Linked DNA regions of Hordeum vulgare: region 1 is linked to region 2. The links are chromatin contacts, called in public Hi-C maps. All regions are on one chromosome and are shown on one strand. Each heading gives the region's core, a stretch centred on a gene start, on an enhancer-like site or on the middle of the called end of the contact. The rest is flanking DNA. Distances are from core to core; before and after follow the strand shown. Region 1 holds the start of LOC123449285. Region 2 holds the start of LOC123449284 (glucan endo-1,3-beta-glucosidase 3-like).

The links. A called contact is a pair of places that touch in the nucleus more often than the background predicts.
Region 1: a contact with region 2 is called in a Hi-C map of leaf, with 1.9 times the contacts expected there. The contact joins the promoter of LOC123449285 here to the promoter of LOC123449284 in region 2. A contact is called at or near these places in 1 of 6 Hi-C or Micro-C datasets (leaf) and 1 of 1 datasets of contacts at active chromatin or transcription factors (embryo).

What each region holds. Positions count from the first base shown.
Region 1 is chr4H:529,303,987-529,308,022 of MorexV3_pseudomolecules_assembly, forward strand. It overlaps LOC123449285, which reads left to right and starts at 1,611. Exons shown (of 15, transcript XM_045126441.1): 1 at 1,611-1,838; 2 at 1,912-1,960; 3 at 2,469-2,646. The coding sequence starts at 1,690.
Region 2 is chr4H:529,081,172-529,084,916 of MorexV3_pseudomolecules_assembly, forward strand. It overlaps LOC123449284 (glucan endo-1,3-beta-glucosidase 3-like), which reads right to left and starts at 2,417. Exons shown (of 3, transcript XM_045126438.1): 1 at 2,047-2,417; 2 at 1-311. The coding sequence starts at 2,113.

The DNA.
Region 1 (4,036 bases), core at 361-2,860, 220 kb after region 2:
ACCCTTGTTACTAACATCAAATGACCCATTCAAGAATGGGTACCTAAATCCAAGCATTGATCTCTTGTAGGAGTTTGCTTCCGGTGGGATGTCATGGTTGCTCGACATTGGAGCCACAAATCATATGACCGGGAGCAAGGACTTGGTGGTGGATGTGCATCCAATTCCATCTATGCCCACCCATGTCCAATTTGGTGATGCCTCAACACCTAAGGTATTGGGACTTGGCAAGGTGGTCATCTCTCAAGATTTATCTATAGAGAAGGTCATGCTTGTTGAGTCCCTTGCATACAATTTTCTTTCCGTTTGTCAACTTGCAATTATGGGCTTTGCCACATTCTTTGATCTTGATACCATGGCCCTTTTGTGGAGAAAGACTCTTAAAGTAGCCTTTGTTGGACATGTCGAGAACGGTCTCTATGTGGTGAACTTTTCGGAGCCACCCGCTAAGACCGTGACTTTTCTAATGGCTAAAGTTGATGTGGGTTGGCTTTGGCATCGCCAACTAGCTCATGTCAGTATGAGATCTTTGCAAAGTCTCCTCAAAGGGGATCATGTTCGTGGACTAACAAATGTGAGTTTTGCCAAACACCATGCTTGCAGTGCTTGTATTGAAGGAAAGCTTCGTGAAACGGCTCACCGTCCCATGACTATCATCTACTATAAGAGGCCATTGGAGCTCCTTCACATGGATCTCTTTGGTCCTCCATCCTTTGATAGTCTTGTGGGAAGAAAGCATTGCTTCGTGATTGTGGATGATTACTCAAGATACACTTGGGTGTACTTCTTCAAGAGGAAGAGTGAGACTCAACAAATCGTCATCGACTTTGCTAATGAAGCTCAACGTCAACATGAAGCAAAGATATTGATGATTAGAAATGACAACGGTACCCGAGGTCTTGCGCCAATGCGAGTCCCTCCCTACATGCGATTGGCTCTAGCATCAAAGGATCGATCATTCATTGAATAACAAGCATGGAAGAGCCGAGATATGTACCATCTTTGTCCCGACAAACAGCAACAACAGTACTACATTATGAGTAGTAGAGACCTCAACACCAACAATAATCTTTATAAAACCTTTAGCTCGCGGAATCCATGTATTGGTCTCATACAAGATTTAAGTCATTCTTCTAGCTGATCCAACTCAGCTATAAAGTTTACAATGAAACTGTGTGTTGCATGTTGGCTTTGGTTTATACCCTTATGAATCAGCTTCCTCCTCACATAACAAACTGCCCATAAAGTTACCGTCATCCTAGTCAACTCATTATGCTTGAGAACTTTCATCATAGAGAATAACCTTTTTTTTAGGTGAATCATAGAGAATAACCTAGCACCGGTTGATGGTTCAAATCCCCATTTTGGCTAGTCGCCCAACAGCAAAACCAGATGATGGGAGTACTATTTTTTTTACGACGATGATAACAAGCTACGTGAAACCTGATTGCGGGCTAAAATGGACAAACCCAAACGCAACAGAGCCAAAATGGGTAAAATCCTAAATTTTAATCAGAGGCCTGGCTAGCCCAACTTGGGTGCCCGGGCTTGTTGTTGGGTGGGATTGAGTTAGAGTGACCCCCCCCCCCCCCCCCACACACACACACCAAAACTCGATCTACTCGCAGTCTCAACATTCTTCCTCGCCTAAATCTCCCTCCGCTCTCCCGCTCTAACCCTAATCCGACAATGGCCTTCGACATCGACTCTCTTCCTCCCCTCCTCGGCCCCGACTCCGACTCCGACTCCGACCACCTCCCCCCCGCCCCGCGCCGTGGCCGCCCTCTTCGGCCTTCACCGGCGCCGCGGGTGGAACCCTCGCCTCCGACGACTGACAGGTACTTAGCGCGCCTTTCTCTTATCCTTCTGTTGTGCGAGAATTCTCTGTCGTGATCCCTGTCTGGTTTGCAGGTGCGAGGCTACCCCCGCCCCGGAGGGCACCGGTGGAGCTGCCCAGCAGGTGCGGCGTTTTGTATGCGTGGTTATTGGAAGTTGCAGCGTTTGCAGATTCCATTTTCCTTGGTCTTGGGAATGGGTTTAGCCATAAATATTACTTCCATTGTGTCATAATCCATGCCTGTTAGGGCATTGCCACCTTCACTGTTACAGACTCTAAGATGGAGCATTTTTCTGAAGTAGGGAGGGAGGAAATATGTCATGTATATTGTATCCTGATACTGCACCCACGTTGCCGTGCCCTGCTTATCTAGCAACCCATTTCCATGCAATTGCTTTGACTATGCCTGTGAACCTTCTTTTATCACCTGATAGTGAAGAGAATTTTGTTCTACGTGCGCACTTGCTGAAATTGGCACCATACTATTCATTACCAAGTTGATCTATTCAATGATCTGCTCTCGCAACCTTTAAATGTGCCAAGATCTTTCCTATGAAGCTATGGTATTGAAGCTGCTTAGCAACATGTTAAATTACTTATTGACTTTTGAATTGTGCTCGTCATATTTCAGAGTTGGCCAGGGTTACCAAGGGGTGTACAATTTAACCCAAGCGACAGTGATCTTCTATGGCATCTGGCTGCAGAAATGGGGAATGGCTTGGCTCATCGCCATCCATTCATCAGTGAATTTATTAAATCTGGTGATGAAGGTGCAAGATTTGGCTGTACCCATCCTCGAGATATGCCAGGTATTTTTACTCTTGATGGAATGTATTTACCGAAAATACACCTTGGGACATGATGCCAGGCGAGGTCCATATCTTCAACGTTCAATCCTAAGCTTCGTGCTTTATTCATACAACGATTCACGTATAAACTCAGAGAGAAATGGAACGATGGTGTATTAAGGTTGTATTCCACAGTGCAATAATGACACAGACCCACCACATTTACCCACTGGCGACACACTCTCATTTCAGCTTAGCAGCTGTTCAACAGATACATGCACCAGGGGTTTATTAACTCCACCTCGCAGCTCCCCCTCTCCCATTCAGTCATTCTTCTTCCTTCCCCTTCTTCCTCCTCTTGTTCACTCTTGTGCTCATGTGCTGCTGTATGCATATGCACAATAGTTCATCGGCTCGTCCATGGTATCTGAGATCCAATCATAATGTGTGTATAATGTGGTGTAGGATCATTTGATTGTTATTAGGGGGATATGTCAATTTTGTTGGGCAGTGTGTAACATCGAACAGGGACAATGCTGAACAGGACCGCCTTCATTGCTCTCCTTGCAGCAAAAGCATGCCAGCAGATTAGTGCCTCCGATGAACCAACTGGGAGAGAAATATAGTGTAGCATAATTAATTATGTAAAAGAAATTGATTAGTGCCTTCGATGAACCTAATCAAGAATCGATCGATTAAGAGGATAACTATGTAAAAGACAATCGATTAGATCTCCCTCCTCTATGTAGTTTATTTCTACTTAATCAGCATCAACCCATAGCCAGTTATTAGCTTTAATTATGCATGCACCGTCAGAGACAGAATTATGTACGAACCTTGTCTATTTGTACTTACATAGCGAGTTATTAGTATTATGCACGCACTGCCAGAGACAGAAATTATGTACCAACAGTCTTGACAACTATTAATTAGTACATAGAACTTTTTGTACCTCATAATTTCCCCCCTGACTTATTACTCTTGTTAGCTGGACGTAACGAAGACCCCATCGACGTTGCACACACTAAATATTGTCAGTGCATGCACTATCAATGCAAATCGTACATGTTGCTGCTCAGTCGCCAGTGCCAAGGTGCTTTGTATAGATCGCCCTCCGACAAATCCTACTCTGTCACCTCAACCACAGTGTCTAACCGAGTAGCATCAGCACTGAAAACAACTAAATCCGGGAACTGGGCGTAACTCCACGATCCAGATGGATTACCATCTGTCCATCTTCTCCCCTGCTAGAAATTCCAGGATATTTGTACAGGATTGATAGAGAGAGATGTGTATGCTTAGTGCTTACAGAAAATAAAGATCTAATCTGGGCTCATTACGGTTGCCGAATTCCATGAAATGCGGTGATGAACTTTGTCTTCCTCATTCAAGCTATTCTCAACCTCCTGCG
Region 2 (3,745 bases), core at 1,167-3,666:
GTTGGGGAGCGTGGAGAGCACCTCGGAGCCGACCGCGATGGCCGTGATGTTCACGGACGGGTAGTGTGCCGCCACGTTCCGCGCCACCCACTTGGCCGCCGTGGCGTTGGAGTTGCCGATGGCGAGGAGCTGCTCGTTGGGGACGGAGATGATGACGCGGATGCCGGTGTTGGCCAGCGCCGACAGCATCCCCGGGTCGGCGTCGTAAAGGCGGATGTGCCGGATGTTCTGCGAGCGGAGCAGCGTCGTGATCTGCGTGGCAGCCGGCACCGATGACATGGCCGTGCCGATGTTGACGCCGATGTACGCCCCTGCACGCCAAAGAAAAAAAAAGTTCAGACATTCTCCGTGCGGCATGGATCTGTTACCGTGAGATGCAAATACATTCTCCGTGTTTTAGTTTAGGTGAGAGAACAAAGTGCATAATAGAGCAGGAATCTTTGTTGGAACATATACTAATTGCACAGACATGCGTGATGCCGATGCTAAAGTGTCATGAATAAAACAGTAATAAATTGACGAGTACAAAAAGAGAAGAGAGGAGTGTTTTATAAAGCTGAAAACAAGCCACTCCAGGTTTTCATATTGCGGAAAATGAGCATGGGACATTTGGTAGGGGGCACACAGCTAGCTGTAAAGCACAAACTGGGTATGGGGCGAGACGTTGGGAACAACAGCCCAACACTGTGGCTTTGGTCTTTCGTGCGGCCATCCGCGCAACCCCGGGCTCTCGTGGGTGCAGTGCACCGCACACAAGGCAAGCAAAGATAGTCTGTGTGCCTGTGTCGCGTAGTACGCCATGGACGCGACTTCATTAGCTACGCAGGGCCCGCTGGCCAGTACTACGACACAATGCCAGGTGGTCCCCATGAACATCATCTTTTCCTTTCACAGTCAAACGGGTAGAACTGGACGGTGCTGTGCACGCTCAGGGTACTGTAATGAGCAGTATCTTGTCGCAATCGGCATGTGATCCGTGACATAATTACTGAGTCATTTACACCGGTTAACCCTGATGATCACACCAACCCCTACTCAGTGGATTGACCATGAGATCCTACTGCTTGACCACGATGGACGCCCACCGACAGACACGGTGCCCGGCTCAAGAAAACCTTGGCAGTAACCCAATGTTGAAACATCACGACGATCCTGTGGGTAAATTAACTACCGGCGGGGAGAAGGAAAGAGGAGGACATGGTGGGCCCACAAAGGCTGACGCTAAGCATGGGCCGCCGTACGAGCTCAGCGGCCACCGTCTCTTTCTGCTTAAACTTATGTGCACAAAGCCATCACGGCATCACAGATTCATGGGATGCCGGGGTTGGTTCTTGGTTACTACTATACATTATTTTAGTACGTGTAGGTAGATTAGCAAGGGGTGTGGCCGTTTGATGCTACTGGTAATATTCCTTGCCCTAGCTCCAAGCAAATCTTATTCTAAGCCCCTATTGATAGAATATGTAATGATAACAAGACCAGATGTTCTTATGGAACGTGCATAACTTGTATAAAAACTAGTCCGTTGCACGTGAAATGGGCAAGGAATACACGGGCTGGAAAAGCCCGGAGAAGGGAATCCCAGGGAGACCCGGTGGGCAAGCACAGAATAGGCCGAGCAGGACGAGTAGTCAAATCCAAACCCCGAAAGATACCGCTTGATTTGCCCGTATACAGTATCACATACTACTCCTATCAATAGCTCAAAGAATCACGTCAAAAAAATAGCTCAAAGAATTGATCTGGTGTTAAGAGAAAGCTGATGGCTGAACATTCCCAGCAGGACAAGCCAGAAACACACCGGATCATAAGACGACAAAGGAAAAAAATCCAAGAGAAAGGGACGGCACTAGTTCGACTAGTCTCAATCACAATCAGCCGGGTTCCCAGGGTTGCTGTAAAAAAGATAAAAACCAGCCTAGCCTAGTCCGTAATGTCGAATCAACACTGCAGCAGCACGGAGATCGTCCGAGATGGAAGAGCAAGCATGGTGTACAGCAATATACATACATACAGGAATAAGAAGAAGCGAAGAAACAAGCTCACCATCTTCAGCGTGAATAGCTTCGGCGGCGGCCAGCAGCAAGAGGAGGTAGAAGTGGATCTTCGCCATGTCGTCGCCAAAAGAAAAAGGCCCAGCCAGGAGCTCCAAACCACTTTGGCTCGGTCAACCTCCGGTACCCGTGTATCTCTCTCTCTCTTCTCCGCTCTGTTTTCTCTCTCCCAGCTCGGAGGAAGCAAAAGGATCCTAGCTAGCTACACCTTTTCTGCAAGATCCAGACTGCCTAACTCGAAGGATGGTAACTTGGGCAAGAAGAGCAAGCCGAAGAAGTGAAATGAAGAGGAGGAAGAAGCCGAAGAAGTGGAAGGGGATGAGGAGGGGAGAAAGAGGCCGAGAGGAAGAAGAGAAGCTGGAGAGGACGGGAGAGGCGTGGCGAGTGGGCCTATTAATATGAGGACGCAGAAAAGGAGGGGCTTTTGTGCAAAAGTGGGGGACGCAGCCCAATGGGAGGGGGAGCCCACCAATGGATCCGTTGCTTCGTGCGACTACTCACTCCTTCCCGGTGCCTCGCCCGTCACTGACAGCTGCGCCCACCACCTTTGGACGGCCCGCATGTCAGCAAGGAAGGCATCTTTCGGGAGACAGCCCTACGGTTAAGCAGCACGGATCACATGGCGCATGTCAGACATCCGACGGCTGCGATGCGATCTCGGGGAGCCAAGAGGCGGTGTTTCGCGCGGGTTTTCCTCTCGTGCACCCGCTCGGCGCTGACCCTCGCGTACGTATGTTCGACTGAGATGTGGACCCTCGGGAACGCCTGGTCCCGCGGCACCGTACCGGCCATCTCTGCGCCGCTTCCCCAGCTGCGCCTGCGCGTCGCAGCATCCCGCCTGCTTGGGACAACGGGAAAGATACGAACAAGCCACAGTAAAGCGCTGCCTGCTCACCGACGTGTGGGCCGGCGGGGCGGACCCGCGTGTCAGCTGCAGCGGGACACCAGGCGATCGGACAGTGGCGCAGACAGGTGGGCGCACCATACGAGGAGTGGACAGTGGAGGAGGTCTTCGGCGTGGCGGAGCAACGGTCAAAAACTCGCGACTCCGCCATGTGGCTCGGCTCTGGGCTGGAGGCGGAGAGGATTGGGTGCGCCGCGCGGTGCACGCACGCACGCTTGCTTCTTCGGCTTTCGGACCCCAACGGTCGTATTTGCATGTCCGCAGAGACAGGCCGCCTCGGCGACAGCCGACATGACCGTAGCTGTACCATCGGCTGCTGGTACGCAGGGCTCCTTTCAATTTCTTTTTTGCTTGCGTGCTTTGCTGATACGATGCTTGAAGGTTGCGAATGGGGTCGTTAAATTTGACCTGAGGCATGTCGCGTGCACCGGTGGAAGTTTGTTTCTCCCTATGACCAAGGGAATATACGGCCAAGTGGAGGTGTTCGTTGTTTATGGCACTGTATAATACTCCTCCGTTTCTAAATATAAGACTTTTAAGAGTTTTTAATAGAAAGGTACATGCAGATTATATAGACATTCATTTATTTTATTTCGTATGTAGTTCTCTAGTGAAATATCTAAAAATACTTATATTTACGAACCGGGGGTAGTAATTTTCTATACTTTCGAGTCTACGAGTTCATGACATCCCTAGGGCATGTATAATGGCGGCACCACATTGCTGTTATCCGATGAATCCACGTAGACTAAAAAGTGTTAGAGTTGTGTCGAATATTGTGTACACG